Linked DNA regions of Mus musculus: all the other regions are linked to region 1. The links are chromatin contacts, called in public Hi-C and HiChIP or PLAC-seq maps. All regions are on one chromosome and are shown on one strand. Each heading gives the region's core, a stretch centred on a gene start, on an enhancer-like site or on the middle of the called end of the contact. The rest is flanking DNA. Distances are from core to core; before and after follow the strand shown.

The links. A called contact is a pair of places that touch in the nucleus more often than the background predicts. HiChIP or PLAC-seq counts read pairs in DNA pulled down with a chosen protein or histone mark.
Region 2: a Hi-C map of Th1 cells shows a contact between it and region 1, with 2.9 times the contacts expected there. The contact joins two enhancer-like sites. A contact is called at or near these places in 1 of 15 datasets of contacts at CTCF or cohesin (large pre-B cells), 4 of 484 Hi-C or Micro-C datasets (the HPC-7 cell line, Th1 cells and bone marrow-derived macrophages) and 2 of 115 datasets of contacts at active chromatin or transcription factors (acute myeloid leukemia and regulatory T cell precursor).
Region 3: a BATF HiChIP or PLAC-seq map of CD8 T cells shows a contact between it and region 1, with 6 read pairs. The contact joins two enhancer-like sites. A contact is called at or near these places in 1 of 484 Hi-C or Micro-C datasets (the HPC-7 cell line) and 3 of 115 datasets of contacts at active chromatin or transcription factors (CD8 T cells, large pre-B cells and regulatory T cell precursor).

Annotation. Positions count from the first base shown.
Region 1 is chr6:103,471,532-103,475,068 of GRCm38.p6, reverse strand. No RefSeq gene overlaps it. Among named protein-coding and RNA genes, the nearest start is that of Chl1, 38 kb to the left of the region's middle. Within about 2 kb of position 1,573, at least 33 of the 459 cell types and tissues checked have an H3K27ac peak or open chromatin away from gene starts, as enhancers often do. A contact at or near this core is called in CD8 T cells, the HPC-7 cell line, Th1 cells and 1 more, where this site is marked.
Region 2 is chr6:103,307,317-103,310,853 of GRCm38.p6, reverse strand. No RefSeq gene overlaps it. Among named protein-coding and RNA genes, the nearest start is that of Chl1, 200 kb to the left of the region's middle. Within about 2 kb of position 1,728, at least 17 of the 459 cell types and tissues checked have an H3K27ac peak or open chromatin away from gene starts, as enhancers often do. A contact at or near this core is called in Th1 cells and regulatory T cell precursor, where this site is marked.
Region 3 is chr6:103,338,256-103,341,792 of GRCm38.p6, reverse strand. No RefSeq gene overlaps it. Among named protein-coding and RNA genes, the nearest start is that of Chl1, 170 kb to the left of the region's middle. Within about 2 kb of position 1,647, at least 62 of the 459 cell types and tissues checked have an H3K27ac peak or open chromatin away from gene starts, as enhancers often do. A contact at or near this core is called in CD8 T cells, the HPC-7 cell line and regulatory T cell precursor, where this site is marked.

The DNA of each region.
Region 1 (3,537 bases), core at 324-2,823:
TCTGGCTTCCTAGAAATGATCACTAGTCCCATAGCTGAATATGTCATGTTACGTTCTGCTGTCTGAAGCTATCATAGTAAGGGCAACCAAGGTGTATGAAAATAAATGTATAATGTTACCAGAAAGCTTAGATGCTCCCTACTAATTCATCAAATTCATTATAAGCACAGGAAGAACATTAAGGTTTCTGTGATACTCGACTTTGATTTATGAAAAATAAATCAACCTAAATAAATTCAGTTTGTTTTTATACCAAAAGAACTGACCCTAGAAGTAAGAAAAATGTAGTTTAAAAGTTGTCTTCATTTTATTTCCTTTTGAATTTACTCTCATATGAAAGTTTTCTTTACAAAATGATAAAAAGATACTTAGTTTGGAATAAGTCATCAAGAAAAATACAGACATGATTGTGTCTAAAAGTATGCAGTCAAGAATTATGGATGTCTAGAGTGAAATAGGAAACTATGAGACTTTAGAGCAGGTGGTGAAGATGCCTGGCACCAGAAGTTTTCTTTGGGTGATGTATAGGATGGAAGAGAAGAGAGAGAGCTGCTCAGATAGCTACAAAACAACAGCAACCATCCACATATGACTGCTCAATGGTAGCTGAATGGATCTATGACTGTTACTAATTGAAAATAAAACATACTTCAAAAAGAACTGAGAGAAACAGTGGTCTTTATCCTCTGTGGTCAAAGCCTGAAGGAAGGATCCACATGTGAGTGTTAAATCGGGAGGGAGCCTTGCAGAAACAACTTTCTGATTTGTGCCTCTAGGTCTATCCTTGAGACTATATCTCTGGGAAAAAAACCCAATCTGTAAATTAATTTATGTTTTGTAAATGAAGTAGATGGTTCTTTTTTATCTCAGCTATGGAATCTATGATTCTACAAGATAGCATGTTGGGAGGATACCCAGACTGAAATGGCCTGCAGAGTGGCTAAGGAAAATAGAGAATTAGACAATTGTATAACAGTGTATATATTTGGACATTGAATATGGGTTGTGAATTGTACTAAGTATTTCTCTGTTTTATCTTACTTAGTTCTAGTAGAAAAGCAATTTAAAAAGAGGCACAGGACATAGAAATCCTTGTCAATGGAGACATAAAGGTGTCCACTGAGTAAGTAGCACATCAATGGAGAAAGTAGGCACCTGAGAGCTTTCTGGAATGTGAAAGACTCCAAATGAGTCTGGTTCCAGTGGCCCAAAGTTCACTTTTCTATACACTCAATGCTAATTGCTTGTTTATTTAATGCCCAGAGGCCCCTGTGAAAAAGAAAGACAGCAACATCTGCCTTACTCTACTATCAGGGTAATGAATCTTTGTTCCTCCTGCTGACCTCAAACCATTGAGCTCCTGTTCACTGCCTCTCTAGTACACATTGTCCACATTCAATGCATTACATTTCACCTCTCTTGACCAGAAGAGAAGTAATGAACAGTTCTTTAGGTGACAGCTGTGCCCGAACTTAGATGAATGGCAGCAGATTAATTTACACTATCTTTCTCAGCCACAGGAGCTAGAAGCCTCTGTGCCCCGAAGATGCAGCTTCTCGGTAAGCTTCGTGGTTTGCAGGTTTCCTGCTACTCCCACACCGCTTCCCTCACCAGTATCTGCCTTGTCTTTCCTACAGTGGGGGCCCCTGACTTTCCTCTCCCTTTGTTCTTTTATTTATAGTTCTAAGGTTTATCAGCATCAACACCATTGCATTTTATTGGCCTGGTTTGGAGGATGAACCTAGGCCTCATAAAATATACATTTAACTTGCTTGATAGCAAAACACATCCACCCATTTATAGGAAAATTAAGAGGTATAACTCACTGGGAATGAATAAAAAAAGACATTATTATTCAACTGGGTAATCAAATATTGACCGAATTTTTTAAGTTGTGGAAATTTATGGTGAAATCTTATTTAGTCCTTGTAGAAAATAGACTTGCTCTTTGTACTTGTAGATTATTACAATCAAAATGCACACAACAGCATTTACTTGCTTAGGGATAAAAAGCAATATCATTCTGAGTTTATGAAACTGGGACTTGATTCTTAATTATTTGTTTTCTAAGACAACCCCATTTAAATATCTTTTTCTGTCAATCTTAGATATGAATCATAAAATTTGAAGTTGATGATAATTAAAGAACATGTGATTGTGCTTGAAGGTAATAATCTTTTCATTCTGGTTTCATAAAGTCTGCCAGAGAGCCACAGGCAAACAAAAGCTTAGTCTCTGGGCTTTCTAAATGAGGAATAGATATAATTACAATCTATTTGTTTACTCAATTGGTTGTCAATGTGATTCAGCAGGTATAACTCAGACAGGCTGGAATGGCTGCCTTTATAGCTTGGCTTTGCAACTGCACATTTGGTCAGAGAAAGGGTTCCTGTGGGAGTAACACTCATAACACTGAGGTAATACAAGATGGAATGATGAAAGAAAAAAATATTAGGCAATCAACACTAGCAATCATGTTCCAGCCATGATTCTAAGAATACTGATTACACTGAACAAGGTAAGTGAAGTCCAAGTTCCACATCAGCCAGATTGGATGCCTGTCACATATACACATTCAGTATAAAGATGCAGTACACTGTTCTGAAGAAAATAAAAATCAATCCCTGTTATCAGGGAAAGTAGATGAGAGAAGGAGGTGACAGTAATTAAATCAGTATACAATTGCACACACACACACACACACACACACACACACACACACACACACACACACACAGAGGTACACATAAACTGTAACTGAATTAGGCAATGGGAAGAGAGGCAAATGCTACCAAAGTGTTCTAAAAGGCAAGGCATTAGACAGAAATCACAGAGAAAGAGACCCTGAGGGAATAACACTCATAACAATGAGCAAATACAATATGGAATGATGGAGGGAAGGAAGAGAATTAAATGAAATCCAGGTAGAACAGGAGACAGTTAAAGCTATGCCATGAGAGTGTTGGTGTACTACGGGAGCTAACAGAGAGTTTGCTAGGACACAGCCATGAGACTATGACATCATATTGAAAACCCAGAGGAATAAAAGTGTCCTGTGGACCAGGATGTGGCATTTGTTTTGCTCTATGTGAGCATTCTTTTACTGGGATCAGGAGGGAGGCACAATCAGACATTTATTATATAGTGGTCACCTTGCTTTCAAAGCACATAAAAGACTACAGGAGAAAATCGAGGAAATACCCTGTGATGTCCACAGCCTATAATACAACCAGCAAGCAAGTCAGCCACCTCATGATCAGAGTTAATAGTACCAATACCAGAAGAATCACAAAGAAAATGTACTTAGAGACAGACGACGTGTCAGGTTGTCGCCCTATTTCTCTACAAGGAATGTGACCTTGATTTATTTCAGTAACCTAACACACTTGGGCTCCCAGATCTGTATCAAGTGCTTTTCCTCTACTACAATGACATTAGTCAAAGCCACCATCCATGTGTCTGCAATCTTTGTGGCCATATGAATGGCCATTCCACTCACTCTTGTTTTTTTAAAATACTAGTCCATTTACTCTAAGA
Region 2 (3,537 bases), core at 479-2,978, 160 kb after region 1:
CTGATTTGCCAAGCTAATCTGTATAAGCACAGAAAAGCAGCAACAGCAGTGGCAGCAAATGATGATTTTTCTTTTATTAAAAGAGTCGGTTTTCATTTGATTAGTCTGCACTGAGCAGCTGAATCCTATGGTGAGATAATTAATTAGAGGCCCACACATCATCTGGTTTTTCTGGTTACATCTAAGGGTTTATTACCATAGTTAGCAAAGGAAAAAAGGAGCCTTGGATGCCCTCAGAATCTACCATTGTTTTGCACACCAGAAACTGATCAAGCATCAGCTGAGTTTGGAAAATGCAAGTGGATCTGGGAGGTGGTCCCTAAGCCTTCCCTGTAGCAAACACCAAGCTTTCAGATTAGTTGAAGAGGAAAAAGGAGAAGGAGAAGAGATGAGGTCAGCTGGATGAGGTGTTAACCATCAGCAATGCCTGCATTCAGGAAGCAGAGGCTCGAACATCAACAGGACAAGGCTTTGGCTTTGAGATCCCAAAGAATTTTTAATTAAACAACTAAATCGATAGAAAGAAGAAAAAAAGAATTGATAGCAAAATGGAGGAAATGGTCACTGACAAAGATTGTAGATGAAGTAGATAATGGGCTTATCCTGTTGATGAGTTCAAGCTTGAGTCTTGTTTTTTGACACCATCGGTTGATAACCTTAATCTGCTAGCTCGCATTTCTTTACAAAAGTTTTAAAAGCCTATTAAAATATAAGTTGAAAGATTATGTGAATATCTACTGTTTTTAGGAATAACGAATAGTTTTAAATCTCAATCATTTTCAGGAGCTTGGTTGTTCGTGATGACAGTAATGCTAAACATTACTTAGAAAGACAAATACTGATAAAATTTCTTATGTAGTTGGCATAGTTATGGATGGGTTTAGATTTGAGCAGAGTGAAGGCATTACGTGGGGAGTCACTATGCTGTTCTCTCTGACTTGTCACTCAGTGTATAATACAGGTAGGCCTTGAATGTGTAGCACGCCTTATGCCTCAGAATCTTGAGTGTAAGATATGACAGGTGTGTTTCTATGCTCAAAGTGGATAGCTATATTGATTCTCTTTGTCCTCTTTTTGGTTTTCTTCTTTCAAACAAGGGTTTTATTATATAGCCTTGGCTGTCCTGAAACTGTCAATGTAGACCAGGCTAGCCTCAAACTCGGAAATCCCTCTGTCTCTGCCTCCCCATTACAAAGACCAAAGATGTGGGCCACTACTCCTGGCTTTCGTTTGGTTGGTTTCTTTGTTTTGTTTTGAGACATGGCTTTACACCCTAGAAGCTGACCTTGAAATGAATATATAGCCAAAGAAGACCTAGTATTCCAGCTTCCTCCTCCTCTTCCAGCTTCTTCTCCTCTACCTCCTAGGCTGAAGATTGTGATTACAGGCTGGCACCACCCCTCTCCTCACTACTCTTGAAACAGTGTTGGTAGCTTTGGATAACAGGAAACTTTGAGGTCTTCCTGTTCTAATGCTGCAAACAAAATACGTGAATAAGCTACATAACATATATATATATATATATATATATATACATATATATATATATACATAACATATATATATATATATAGTAGCAGTTTTTGAACTTTCCCTCATGAAACTTCAGTGACAATAGGCGTTTATGGAAAGTCTACCTAGTAACTTTATGTGTGCAGCACATAGTTCCAACAGCCAACCCCTTTCATCAGAAGAGAACAAAGGAATAAAACCACAAGGTGATGTCAATAACTTGTTTCCTAGCTGTACAGCAGGCAGGGATTTTGTAGATGTTCAGAAAAGGTCATGAGTGTATAGTTGTGGAACTCTGAATATTAAAATGACTGTGTCCTTTGTGCCTGACAGGATCCTCAAAAACTGTAGAACCACAACTTTAAACAGTGAGCAAAGAATAAGGAGAAAGTAGAGAGAAAAGAACATGAGAAGCAGGGGATCTAGGAAGAGTCTGAGAAGGAAGAGGAGGGAGTTGGGGACATTTAGAAAGAGAAGGACGAGAGGAGAGGGCACAGAAGGGAGGAGGAGAGAAGGGGAAGAAATTACCTCCCAATTCTAAGAAAACCAGGAGAGAGATTTAAAGTGAAACCCTTGCAGTGACCAGTTGTGTCTTTGTAAGAAAGTAAACGGCATTTGCAAAGTAGGCTGTGACATTTTCCAGCAAAGAATGCTAAGTTAAAATTGAAGACAGGCATAAAATGAGCTTTAAATAGATTAGCTGAAAATGGGTCCTTTACACAAAGCTACTGACGCTAATGGAGTGGTCATATTAGTGCAAAAAACATTTTGAGCAATATTTTATAACTTCCCTTGTGTATGAAATCCAGTCATTTATTGTAATATCCAATATCCACAACTGTCAAAGAGCGAAGAGAGTGAGACTATTGTGAAGAAAGAAAGAAATAAGTGATTGTTCTCTTGCTAGCCCAATCATTTTGGCTTTATTCAGTGATTTTAATTTGGAGTGCCAGTCTTTCAACACAGAAAGAATGAGAAGAAAGAAAAGGTTGATGGTACTTAAAACAGATTTTCAAATGATATAGCGAGAAGAATTGCTATAGTAGGGAGAAAGGAGAAAGGCGAAAATAGACCTCCCATAGACTTTCCATTTTGAACTCAAACAGGGTACAGTTGTGTTCTCTTGTTTACAAGAGGGGTCTATGATTCATCAACCCTGTGTCTCTGTACAGATGGATAGGCATACAATACAATATCACTTCTCCCCATCCTTCAAACTCTCCTAAATATATTAGGTTGGCACACACATATACAAATATATTTTAGGACACACATTAGGAATACATACTACTTCACAGGCAAACTCAGGCACATATATCACACATGAACACACCACAACATACATCTTACACACACAGCATGTAAGTCCACCAGTTGATCACACACAAAGCATAGCTACATATGTGCCTATGTTTGTGCACATATTTCATGCAACCACCCTTGCATTTGCTTTTCTTCATGGGTCCACCTCATATATAAAATACATGACATTTACATAAGGATGTGTGTTAATATTAACACAGAAAGGTACACACATTGCCCCAGCATTCCCATACATATCACGACACATATATGTATACAAACATGAGCTCATGGATTAGTGTTCACAGAAATATATTCACAGACATAGTCTCAGAAATAAACATCCAAAGACTAGTGAGAAATAAAATAATCTGTATTATGATCTTTGGGAATTTCAGTTACAATGAAGGAAAATAAACAAAGACAAAGAAAGCCGATACAAAGAGCAAAATAAGCCCTGGAGCTTTTTCCTTGCAGAGGGGGATGGCTATTTTAATTCAAAGGGAACCCGTTTTTAATACCATAACAAGTTATAGTAGGTGTGTCTCTCTGTAAAATGTCAGGCAGTGATGCTTAATCCGTTAAATACACAATTCAGTTCCCAGCTGAGCTGAGCTACTCGATCAAGGTCACAGAGGACAGTTACCAGTAGGGGCCTGAGAGGTTTTGAAGCAGGAACCACAGGACCACTCCCTTAGATTCTCCCCCAGTATTTCATTTCAC
Region 3 (3,537 bases), core at 398-2,897, 130 kb after region 1:
CCAAAATGGAGTGGAATTGCTGATATGAAGGCTAATGGATGTTTTTTAATCATTGTTGATTTTTGTGGAAAATTTCAAACCAAAGTAAAATAATATAAGTTTGGGAGCAACCAAAAGATTATTTTCAAAGGACAAAATTTGAAGCCAAGTAAGGGTGAATAATGTTCTAAAGGAATCAATAATACCAGTAAAAACTGAATGTACCAGGTCTTGGGGAAGCACACAGGACACTGTAGTAGCTCAAGTAGAGCAGATGCAGAGGAATAAACAGCATGGCTGTGGATACCACATTCTCAGTATTTGAAGGATCATGTATAACATTTCATAAGAGAAATCTTCATTTCTAAATTTTCATGAGAAAGTGGAGAAAAACATAAATTTGTATCTGTAAAAGAAAACTTGGTGGGGGGGTTGGAAAATACTTGTGTCTGAATATTGTTCAGCCATTAAATGAGATGTGTTTGTTTAATTAGGTTTTGAAACCAAGTCTCACATCCTAGAGTTCAGCCCTTACAGTGAAAGCTAGCATATTCATAAACTGGAAGCAATTCATCTTCCTCAGCTCCCCAAATCTTATGGAAGGTATAGGAGTGCACCACGTGCCTAGCTCCCATGTGATATCCATAAAGAGATTTGGATGATCTTTGAAATGCTTGTGATTATCATGGAAAAGGATCACTATAACAAGTTAAAACAAGTAAACTTTGATAACTGTTGTTACACATACATTGGAAAAGAGAGAAGACATTCATAAACCATGATAGGCTATGACATTTCATTATGCGACCTATCAGATGTTTAAAGATCTATTTATTATATTTTACTTATGTAAAATGTGTGTGTGTGTGTGTGTGTGTGTGTGTGTGTATGCCTCCTGTGAAAGCATGTTGGTAGTCTCATGCTATGGTGCACACATGAAGATAAGAATATAATTTTCAGGAGTCATTTTCCTCCTGCCATAAAATTCGGGGATGTGACATACCCTGTCAGGCTTTCTCCATAAGCCATCTCACCAACCCAGCCCCTGAGGTTTAATTAACTCGCTTGAGATCAAAAGGCCAGAAAATGGCTCAGTCAGGAGGTAATCACAGACCACTACCTAAATCATTTTTTCCTTTTCTGAATTTTCCATTTTTTCAATGTGCAAATTACTTACATTGGAATTTTAAAAGTAAATCAAATTCGGATTTCACTGAAGAGACACAACTGCTCATTGTGCTCCATTGTCCAATTGCACAATCCCCTCCTCCAACCGCTTCTGTAATATGTCATTACGGCTGGCTTTCTGGTCTGTTCTCAATTCATTAAGTGTTCATTTAGCGGTGAAGATACTGGTGGGATTATTGATTCTCTTCACTCTCAGAATCACAGGAAATGCCAGTTCTCCTCCAAAGCACTCACCCTTGGTTGATGGGAAATGACTAGCTGTGCCTATGTTGGATTTTGTTTGTTAAATCTGAGCTGCGGCAAGATGCTCACAATTCAAGTAGGCTGTTTCCTAACTTTCTTTCAGCACGTTCTTTTTGTTTATGTGAAAAACTGGCCTCATGGTTTCAACACATTGTTGTCTCACAATATTCTTGTCTCTGCCAAGGACATAAGAAGCATACTGAAATCCCCAAAGCTGTCAGTGTGAATTGAGTCTGCAGTACTCTATGCCTCTGCTTCCTGTTCTTAGCAACCCCTTGCTCTCTTCTATTGAACTGAGGGATCTGTGGTTTGCACCCGGTTTATTTTTATCTTCTTTTCTGTTTGTGGTTTTACCCATGTCTCCATAAGAATGCTTCTAAAACTGATACAATAAATTCTATCTCAGTTCCTAAATGTAGTGGCAGTTCTTTTGTAAAGTTTCCAATTTAGAAAAAAATAATTATTTTATTTATACGATATATTCCTAAACACAAACATTTATTAACTGAAATCTAAGAACTAGTTTGAGGTTTCTTTTCAAAAATTTTATGTGTTGTTCTGTTTAGGTTTTGAGGCAGGGTCTCACCTAGTAATTGCAGCTGTCAGAGAGTAATGAAACCTATACTGACATCAAACTCATAACCGTTCTCCTGCACCAGCCTCCCAAATGCTAGAATTGTAAGCATGAGTCATCATCCCTGGATTAGAGAATTTCTAAAGAAAGTTGCTAAGAATGTCAAAGTCATGTAACGAGAAGAAGAAGAAGAAGAAGAAGAAGAAGAAGAAGAAGAAGAAGAAGAAGAAGAAGAAGAAGAAGAAGAAGAAGAAGAAGAAGAAGAAGGAGAAGAAACATAATGGAAATAAGTCATTAACATGTTCTTTGAGGGAAGATGCTAGAACAGAACCCCCCTGAACCATATCTATACAGTTACAGTTTAGGCTTTAAAAGGAAGTTATTATTTTATTTATCATTCAAAATTATGCAGTTTTATTACTGCTCATTATGCTGCTGGTGAGATTATAGCTTGGAGAACACAGATTTATCTAGGGACCCACACCCATAAATGACAAATTCAGATCATTCCCACTTGGTATGTAACTTTCATGATCATCATATACTGTATGATTTAATTGTATCTGGCAAGTAAGAGGGCATTTATGTCCATTTACCTTTAAGTAAAATCTTAGCTTGCAAAGCTAGAAGAGTTGCATCGATGGCCATGTCAATCAAGTTAGCTTCAGCTAACCAAAGGCTGTTTCCAGATTATTGATCAAAGGCTATAAAAAGCACAGTGGAAAAGAAGAAAAAGGAGAACTAATTTATTGACCTTAGGTCCCTAAATGCAAATTTATACAATCAAGTCAATCTCCTGATTTTAATAAACCTTCTCTATACATAATCAATTTAAAACAGCTGTTTCAGATGGCTCAGACTGATACTCCTTGCTTTATTTAGACTGAGTCAGAATTACTTTGAGTTGGAGACAAGTTTAGGCTACATTGTTAGTTCGAGGCCAGCCTGTAATATGAAGTGAGTCCCTGTCTCAAAAATGACAAGCAACAAACAAACAAGCTAAATTTGTTGTCTTATGTTTGTATAAGAGTAATGGGTAATATATTCCATGCAACATTAAGTGTGGTTAAATGAGAAATATGTTTTATTTTGATGAATGACAAGTTCAACTATTTCAAATTAAATAATGCTTGGAAGTGTACATATGAAAGTATGCTTTAATAACTTCCATTTATGGATGAGGGAGCAAAGGAGTAGAGTTGTCCAATGGCTATCAAATTGTAATGGAAGAAGATCTGATGGGTGCTGATGTGTGTTGACCATAGATGACCTCAACCTTCTGGACATTTTGAGGAGCAAGAAGAGACCAAGAATGGCTCTTAATGACACACTTACAAAGCATGTATGTGTCAAAAATTTTGAAAAAACAAAACAGAAGAGGCTCAATGATAAGCACCGAGTCAGACAAAGATAGATATAGAAGATAGGGAAACATAATAACGAAGTATAATGGCATATGTGCAATGAAAATGTCACAAGGAAACGTCTAGGTGCTAGCCTGAAAGTTAATTTAAAGAACAGGGTGTGATAACAATTTTCAATGTGTTTAGTCT